2 separate regions of the Sus scrofa genome follow, and region 1 is linked to region 2. The links are chromatin contacts, called in public HiChIP or PLAC-seq maps. All regions are on one chromosome and are shown on one strand. The core of a region is the stretch at or near the end of the contact, and the rest is flanking DNA. Distances in the headings are between cores, read along the strand shown. Region 1 holds the start of MRPL1 (39S ribosomal protein L1, mitochondrial). Region 2 overlaps LOC110262133 (a long non-coding RNA gene).

Region 1 (4,096 bases), core at 1,504-4,003, 180 kb after region 2:
AGGAAACATCTCTGTGAGACTAGGCTCAGAGAGAAGCAACCTCTAGCCATTACACAGAGCATGGATCGAATCTGTAACATGACTTTATCCACAGCGTTTTAGCTAAATGAGCTAACTAGATGGAAATAGAGGGTAGAGTCAATAGAGTAAACAGCAAATAATTATCCAAATACCATTTATATTTAGCTCTGAAATGCACTGTAGGCCTCACTGGTAGCTGGCTTACCTTTATAGTTGTGTTTAACTCAGACTACTCTCAAAATCTCTTTCCAAGAGTGGAAATGGACTTGGAGTGGACAACAGAGGCTGCTTGATCTAGGTTTTGGAGACAGTGAGGGAAAACTTGTTTGTGCATGACTATCTTGATTGACAATTAAGATAACTAGAGGCAATAAGGCAGGATCTCCTAAAATATAGTACTGTGCTTTCCCTGTGTACAGACGGCTCAGCTAAACTCCCTGAACACAATCCAGCTAATAAACAGCCTAAGCTAAATAGTCGAGCCGTGCTAAGGAAGATGACAGCTCCAGTAACTTCCTCTTTCTCGCCAACCTCCTCAGCTCGGCGAGTACACGCCTTTCCCCCTAGGAGGCAGGATAAAACAATTTCAAACGCACAAAATCGATCCGGTCCCACCAACACCATAAGACAGGGAAGTCAGCTTCCATGTCTTCCCCAGGCCACCAGAGTGAAATTTTATCTTAAAAAACTGCATAAATATTATCAACGAGAAAGTATCTGCAACAACGACAAAAAAATGAAAATATGTACTTAGTCCCTCCACACAGCCTTAAGGAAAGGATGGAAAGAAGGGATCTCGACACCGCGTCTCCTCGAGATGTAATGCTTTGATTCACTTTCCCCCGGGTCCCACCGCCAGCCAGGGGGAGCTTGCAGTTGGAACGCCAAAATATGCCTTTTCCTGTCCTCCGGAGTCGCGGAGGCAGCCGCGGCCACCGCGATCGGCGCGTCCCGCACCGACCCTCACCTGCCCAGGCCCGAGGCAGCGCCCTGGGCCCGGGCGGGCCCAGCGCCCCGGGAGGCATCCGGGAAGGCCGGCGGGAGGCAGGCCGACGGGCGGGCGGGCGCAGAGGCGGTTAGGCCGCGCTGCAGGCCGGCGCGCTTCCTGCCGCGGCCCCGGGAACGGCGGCGAGGCCCGGACCCGAAGCTCTCTGGGCCCAGATGCTGTGCGTGAACCACACACACACACACACACACACACACACACACTCACCCTCTTCGGCACACACACACACACACACACACACACACACTCACCCTCTTCGGCCCCCGCGGAGCGGCTCTCACCTGCGAGGCTCCCGAGCCCCGGCCACAAAGGGGGAGGGACACGCCACTCGGGGGTCCGGAACATACCGAACCCGCCTACCCCCAGAGTCCCGGGCCCCAGGCGCGGACCACCCCCCAACACACACACACACACACACACACACACACACACAGCCCGGAACCTTCTCCGCCTCCTACAGAGACGCGGGCCAGCAGCGCACCCGCCACACACCCACTCACTGTGGGTCCTCAGGCCGCCTCTCCGCCCGCCAAAGTCCCAACTCGCACGCTCCCCCACGCACATTTGTCCCTCTCCCACCTCATTTCCCCAGGGACGCGCTCCTCTTCCCAACACTCTCGATCCTACGCGGAGCTACAAAAACACTCTACCTCATTCTCTTCCTCTGGCCCAGGAGCAACAGCAGCCATTTCCCCGCGGCAGGGGAAACACACACACAAACACGCGCGCGCGCGCACCAGGCCCCCACAGATGCTTCCCCTCCGGAGCCGCGGCCGCAGACGCAAACACAAACACCCACAGGCGGGCCTGGCTGCCGCCCGCCCCGAAGGGAAGCCGCGGGCTCTCGCGGGCGGGCGCGCGGGGCGCCCGGACAGGGGTCGCGGAGGGCCTGCGCCCCCTCCTCACCTGCATTCAACGCGCCGGGGTCCGGGCGGCGGCGGCGGCGGCGGCGGCGGGGCGGCTGGTGCTGGTGCTGCGGCGGCGGGGGAGGCGGCGGCGGCGGTGGCGGCGGGGCTGAGGGCAGCAAAGACATGCAGGCAGCCCGCCGGGGGAAAGGCACCGGCCGGAGGGGACGCGGGGCGGGCAGGCCGGGCCGGGCCGCCTGAGGAACGGCAGAGGCGGCGGCAAGAAGGGCGGCTGAAGAGAGCGAGAAGGAGACGGATGGGGGGCAGGGAGTGGGGCCGAGGGCCGCGCCGCCGGGTTTCGGGGACGGTGACGCTGGGCGCTCAGGAGAGGCACCGCGGCCGCGGCCGCCGACGAGAAGGCCGCTGGCGGAGGAAGCTGCGCCCCCGCAGCCGCCGGAGCCGCGGCTATTACTCCAAGGGCCGCGCAGAGCCTGGCCTTGGCCTTGGCCTCCTGGCGCTGGGGCTGCCGCCGCTGCGGGGCTTGCTGCTGCGCCTGCTGCTGCCGGGGCCGAGGCTGCTACACCGAGACGCCAGCCTTCGGTGCCTCCGGTCTCTCTCACACACGTTCACACCCCCGAGGCCCGGGGGAGAGGCGTCCGCGCGATATCGGTATTGAGATTAATAACAAGGTGCAGAGAGTGCGAGAAGGAGGAGGGTTGATTGACGTGGAGGGGCTGGCGAGAGTCAGTCACTCCCCGGCGCGGAGGGGTGGGGTGAGGGGAAAGAGGCGGAGCTCCAGCGCCGCGCCTTGGCCACGCCCCCGGGGCGCCGCGTCGGGACGTGGTGCGCGTGCGCGCGGGGCTGCCAAGGTTCTTGCCCATTTTCTCCTTTACCCTTGCTGGCTTACTTGCTTTTCTTGGCTCGAATGACTAGCAGAGCTGGGGAGGCTGGTAGGTTATCAAAAAGCCGCAGTCACAGAACCATGGCGGGTGGTGGGAAGAGACTGGCGAACCTGCTTCGCCCGGTGTTCGTGTGTGGACTCGGCGCTGTTTACTGCACGCTCACCGGAGGCGGCCTGACAGCGGAGCCGAGCGCTAGTCTGGGCGGCGAATGGGACGCCAGGTGAGGTGAAGGAATCGATTGAAAGAAATGTTTCCTAACATCTTCAGTGGTTTGATTTTGTTTTAAACATGTAACATCTGTAAGTTGCATCGAGAGAGAGAAATAAAAGAACCTGTAACGCTCTGCGATAACCCCGTCCTATTTATTTTCTAATTTTCCCCTCTCACGATGGAATTACGTTTGTTTGCCAGCTGCAGGATGAAAATGTCAAAATGTAAACTAGAAATATTAACGTTTACTTGGTGAATGTGGCCTTGACACTTTAAGTTTATGGGGTTTAATTTTGTTTTTGTGGCCAGCTTCAGCTTTTACCACCAGCAGTCCAAAAACAAAGTATACCAGTTCTAGAGGCAGAATACTGCTGTTGCAGTTGTGCACAGTCTCTTTCCCACTGCATACTCTGGACTTGTGTACTTAACCCGTGTTGGTCAAGGGTATGTTAGCAGTGTTCAGTATTTTTTAGTGTGTTCTTTTGGACCCTAAGCACGTGTTGTTGGTTGCAGTTAATCGTAGACCCTCTTATTGAATGTGGAAAGCCCCTCTTGGAGAGAAAAATTGCGGTGAAAATGCAGATCATCATTTACCCGGAACTGATCAACTATTAAGAGTCCCCCATTGCAGAAGAACAATTGCATCTCTTTCATCTTTGTCACGAGGAAGTGTTGAGTGAGTGAGTGAAGAAGCCCCTCAAGATACAGAAGACTGAAGGTTACTTTGTTTTCCACCTGTGTTAAGTTTCCATTTCCCTCCTTAGCCACACCACCCCCATATCAGCTTCTGTAATAGGTGTGGAAATGGCCTTGATTCTAGAAGAAATCCCGCTCATTCCTAACTATCTTGATTCTAGGCTGAGGTATAATGGATAATTACCTTTCACTTTGTAAGCAACAAAGCCAAACAAGTCACTTCAGGAGCTCAGAAAAGTAAACCTGCCTCAGTGGCATCTTTTTTTTTTTTTTTTTTTTTGGATAGGAAAGAAATAGTTTGATTAAGGTAGGACGCTTGTAAGAGATGCAAGCTGGCAGGCACAGAAGCTCTGCTTACCTCAGCGGCATCTTGCCACAGCATTTCTCCTTGGCACAGAAACACTTGCCCCAAGGAG
Region 2 (4,434 bases), core at 540-3,039:
TACAGCCGAAACGAATCCAACTCGGATCCATGAAGATGCAGGTTCCACCCCTGGCCTCGATCAGTGGGTCAGGGATCCAGTGCTGCTATGAGCTGTGGTGTAGGTCTCAGACACGGCTCGGATCCCGTATTGCTATGGCTGTGATGTAGGCCAGCGGTTGTAGCTCCAATTGGACTCCTAACCTGGGACCCTCCACATGCCGCAGGTATGGCCCTAAAAAAGCAAAAAAAAAAAAAAAAAAAAAGCTGGATCCTTAACCCACTGCATTGGCCAGGTATCACTGCACCTCTGAAGTGACCTGAGCTGCTGCAGTCAGATTCTTAACCCACTGTGCCACAGCAGGAACTCCCAGGGTTTCCTTCACTTTTAAAGAAGATTCCACTTTCTCTGGGCCACTAAGTCTGTTACCACTTGCCAAGTAGTTATATAGCTTCCTTTTCCTCTCAGCATCCTTGCTCTTGGGTTTTTGCCTTTTAAAAATGTTTAAATGCCTTTTTAGTGGTAGTTGAAGATTTCAGGTTCTGTTGAAGAATGGGCCCCACCACAACCGGGGGAGGGGTGGTGCTGGTCTGCTGGGGCCCAGGACTGGCTGGACATCCTCCCACCCCCACCTCCACCCCCACCCCCAGGAACCAGGCCCCTGAGGCCTGCGGCTTGTGCCAGGCAGAATCAGGACCCTCGATTTCCAGGTCAGGAGATGCTTGAGCCAAATCAAATGTTCTTCAGGAATTTCTATCACAACATTGGAACGGAACACATTGGCCATGTAAAGTTGAAATTTTTTTTTAAGAGTGGGAAGAGCAAAAGAAAGATCTTGTTCAGACTTGAAATCTATGGGCTCAGCCCCCAAAGCACTGGGGATGCTTCCTCAGCAGAGAACCAAGGCAGCTACATTTTTTTCCCCCTTGGTCAGTGGTTCCAAATATTTTTGTTACCATGATCCCCTTGTGTTGTGTATATGTCCTCTTGCTCCCTGAATTTTTTGCTCACCTTTTTTTAATGAACGCATCCATTTTCCTTTATCTTACAATGCTCCAGTAAAAAAAAAAAAAAAAAAAAAAAGCAAGCAAGCAAAAACCCCCAGTATGCTCATTACATTTTTCTTGAGGCAAACCAGGCTGTTAACAGAGTGAAGAGTCAACACACAAAATATTCAATGAAAATGATACAAAGCCATTCTAAAAATATCATTAGTGCAAATTCATTTGTGATTCATATTCCAAGTAAGTGGTGAAACTCAGTGATCAGCATTTCACCCACTTTCAGCGTCTCTGCAGCCACAGCAAGGATGGAATTGTTGGCAGCTGGCTGACAACAGCGGTGTTTAATAACACGGTGGACTCCCAGGAATGGCACATTCATCGCCTTCCCCGTGACAGCGCCTTTTCCTTGGAACTGTTCACCCCCCAGGACAAATGTGCTGCCTGTGTACAGAGAGCACCCAGCTGTTGCCTGTCACCATCAAAGTGGCGGTAATACCGGTGGACAAGCTTACCCTGACTCGCCCCCCTTGGCTCTCACGGCCATTTCACTCGCGTCCGCTCTCAAGTCTGGGGAGGAAAGCTCTGGAGCCGCCAAGCCAGTAACATGCAGTGGACAAAAGCAGGAATGACTAATTTGTCCTGGGAAAACATGTCCAGTTGTTAAACCTATTTGCACCCAATTCATCATTTTCAACTGGAAGGTCCTCGGTTTAGAATACGCCTCACCTGGAGTTTCCACTGTGGTGCACAGAGTTAAGGATCCAGCACTGTCTCTGCTGCGGCATGGGTTCTATCCTAGGCCCTGTGCAGTGGGTTGAGAATCCAGCATTGCCTTAACTGTGGCATAGGTCACAGTCGCAGCTTGGATTCAACCCCTGATCCAGGACCTTCCATATGCCTTGAGTGTGGCCCTAAAAAAAAAATAATAAAATAAATAAAAAATAAAAAAGCTCCTTACCTACCTATCAAGTTGGACCATATTAAATTACCAGTAACCAACCATTTCTGAACTACATGACTAGTAATTTCAGTCAACCCAAATCACATCTACTCATCCTTCAGGACCTGGCTCAGGTATCTCCTCATCAGGACCCCTTCTTGGCTTCCCTGATTTAGATGCTACCACTCCGCTCTCACTGCATGCTGGGTATATTACTATGTCATACTTACTTCTCCTCTGTCTTTCCCACCAGAATTAAAGTTAGGAGCCATGTATTACTTACCTTTGAATACCCTACATGTAACTCTGTGACAGGTAAACAGTAGGTGCTCGATAAGTGCTTGAGTAAATGAGACTACCAAAGAGGACAGCCAGCTGGGCAATAACTATGGGTGTCAAAATCCATAATCTCATCTAAACAAACGGTCCCAGTATGGATGAGTCTCCTTGGGTGTATCTCCATTTTTTTTTTCTTGCTTTTTAGGGCCCCACCTGCAGCACACAGAAGTTCCCAGGCTAGGGGTCGAATCAGAGCTGCAGCTGCCAGCTTACACCACAGCCACAGCAATGTCAGATCTGAGCCTCATCTGCAACCTACACCACAGCTCACGCAAGGCCGGATCCTTAACTCATCAAGCAAGGCCAGGGATCGAGCCAGCATCCTCATGGATACTAGTCAGGCTGATTAGTGCTGAGCCATAATGGGAATTTCCAGGTGTATCTCCTTACATACAGCTCCTTGTAATAAAGAAGGAGCTGTCCACCTGTAGCTCTGTGAGAACAAAGAGGTAGTTATCTGCCCCCAACACACCCAAAGGACAATGGCCTGCAAGTACTAGAGAGACTCCTGCTCAGAAAGGAGGGAGAGGGATACACAGAGGAGTCCCTGACTACTGCAGTTCTGAAATCCAGAAGCGGTGGGACTGCTGCAAGTTCCTCCTTCTGTGTCTGAGGCCTGGAAGTAATTCTCCGCAGCTCGTGGCTCTACTCTCCAGGCTGTTCCAGCCTCTGAGTCATCCTTACTTTTTCATGAAAGGTAGCACTTGTTTGTGGCCAAATAATGTTCTCAGCTTGCTTCCTGCCAGAAGAGTTTTGGAAGTCCAGTGGCTTCTTATTTTGTCCTGTCTCTGTCCCTTTCAGTCCCAGCTGGCAGAGTTTCTGTGATACAGTTTTCTCAAAAAGGTGATGGGGCCTCTGTGCAATTCGTTGGGGTTCCCACCATTAGACAAACGCCACACCCATAAAGCTCTTCTAGATCAGCTGTTCCCTACCCTGGGCTCCTGCTGAGAATGAAAGACCATGTTCTAAGTTCCCCATGGGTCCTATTTGTGAGAGTTGTGTCCTTAATCTCTTGAAAGGGACCTTTGTGGACTGAATAACCTGTTCTTTGTTTATTTGTTTTTGTCTTTTTGCATTTTCTAGGGCCGCTCCGGGGGCACATGGAGGTTCCCAGGCTAGGGGTCCAATCGGAGCTGTAGCCGCCGGCCTACACCAGAGACACAGCAATGCAGGATCCGAGCTGCGTCTGTGACCTACACCACAGATCACGGCAATGCCAGATCCTTAACCCACTGAGCAAGGCCAGGGATCGAACCCACAACCCAGGGATCGAACACACAACCTCATGGTTCCTAGTCGGATTCATTAACCACTGAGCCACGAAGGGAACTCCATTACCTGGTCTTTCGACATCTCTGAGGTCTTAACAAAATGTACCATTGCTCCCTTGGCTTCCTGACAGTACCCAGAAGTCATTTCTTAATTTTGGCATTTTTTGTTCTCTAAAGAGATTTTTCAAAACCTTCAAGTTTTGGCTCCTTTGGTTTAACAATCCCTCTCTCAAGTTCTCTTCTCTTCCATTTCATTTTTAAAATGTTATTTATTTATTTATTTAGCTTTTTAGGGCCGTATGTGTGGCATATGGAAGTTCTCAGGCTAGGGGTCAAATCGGAGCTGCACCTGTTTATACCACATTACAGCAACGCGGGATCCAAGCCACGTCTATGATTTGGCCGCAGCTCACAGCAACGCCGGATCCTAAACCCACTGAGCAGGCCAGGGATCAAATCTGCAACCTCATGGATACCTGTCAGATTCGTTACCACTGAGCCACAATGGGAACTCCTCCTCTTGCATTTTATTATAAGCAGCAAGAAGAAAGGAGGCAGCACCTTCAACACTCTTGGAAATCTCCTCAGCTAGATCACCAAGTTCATTCAGCCTGCTTCTACTTTCCACTGAAGGGCGGACGACACAGTGTTGCTAAGATTCCTGCCAGTACATAATAAGGATTCTCCTTCGTCCAGTTTCCAGTACCATCCAGATTTCTACCGCCAGGTTGTTCAGGCAACTTAAGCTTCCTTTACCATGCTCCCCAAAATCTTTCCAGCCTCCTCCCACTGGCTGGTCCCAAAGCAGCTCTGAAATTTTTAAGCATTTGTTACAAAGGCATCCCACTTCTAGCACCAAGATATGCACTGCTTATGTAACAGTGAATAACAAAGTATCCCA

The links. HiChIP or PLAC-seq counts read pairs in DNA pulled down with a chosen protein or histone mark.
Region 1: a contact with region 2 is called in an H3K27ac HiChIP or PLAC-seq map of alveolar macrophages. The contact joins the promoter of MRPL1 here to the enhancer-like site in region 2. A contact is called at or near these places in 1 of 5 promoter capture datasets (liver), 5 of 47 Hi-C or Micro-C datasets (brain, liver, skeletal muscle and 1 more) and 2 of 2 datasets of contacts at active chromatin or transcription factors (alveolar macrophages and skeletal muscle).

Annotation. Positions count from the first base shown.
Region 1 is chr8:73,302,691-73,306,786 of Sscrofa11.1, forward strand. It overlaps MRPL1 (39S ribosomal protein L1, mitochondrial), which reads left to right and starts at 2,754. Exons shown (of 10, transcript XM_021100620.1): 1 at 2,754-2,994. The region is part of intron 1 of CNOT6L (CCR4-NOT transcription complex subunit 6-like); the gene reads right to left.
Region 2 is chr8:73,120,747-73,125,180 of Sscrofa11.1, forward strand. LOC110262133 (a long non-coding RNA gene) reads right to left here. Exons shown (of 3, transcript XR_002346721.1): 3 at 4,005-4,434. Among named protein-coding and RNA genes, the nearest start is that of CXCL13, 52 kb to the left of the region's middle. Within about 2 kb of position 1,790, at least 2 of the 83 cell types and tissues checked have an H3K27ac peak or open chromatin away from gene starts, as enhancers often do. A contact at or near this core is called in alveolar macrophages and skeletal muscle, where this site is marked.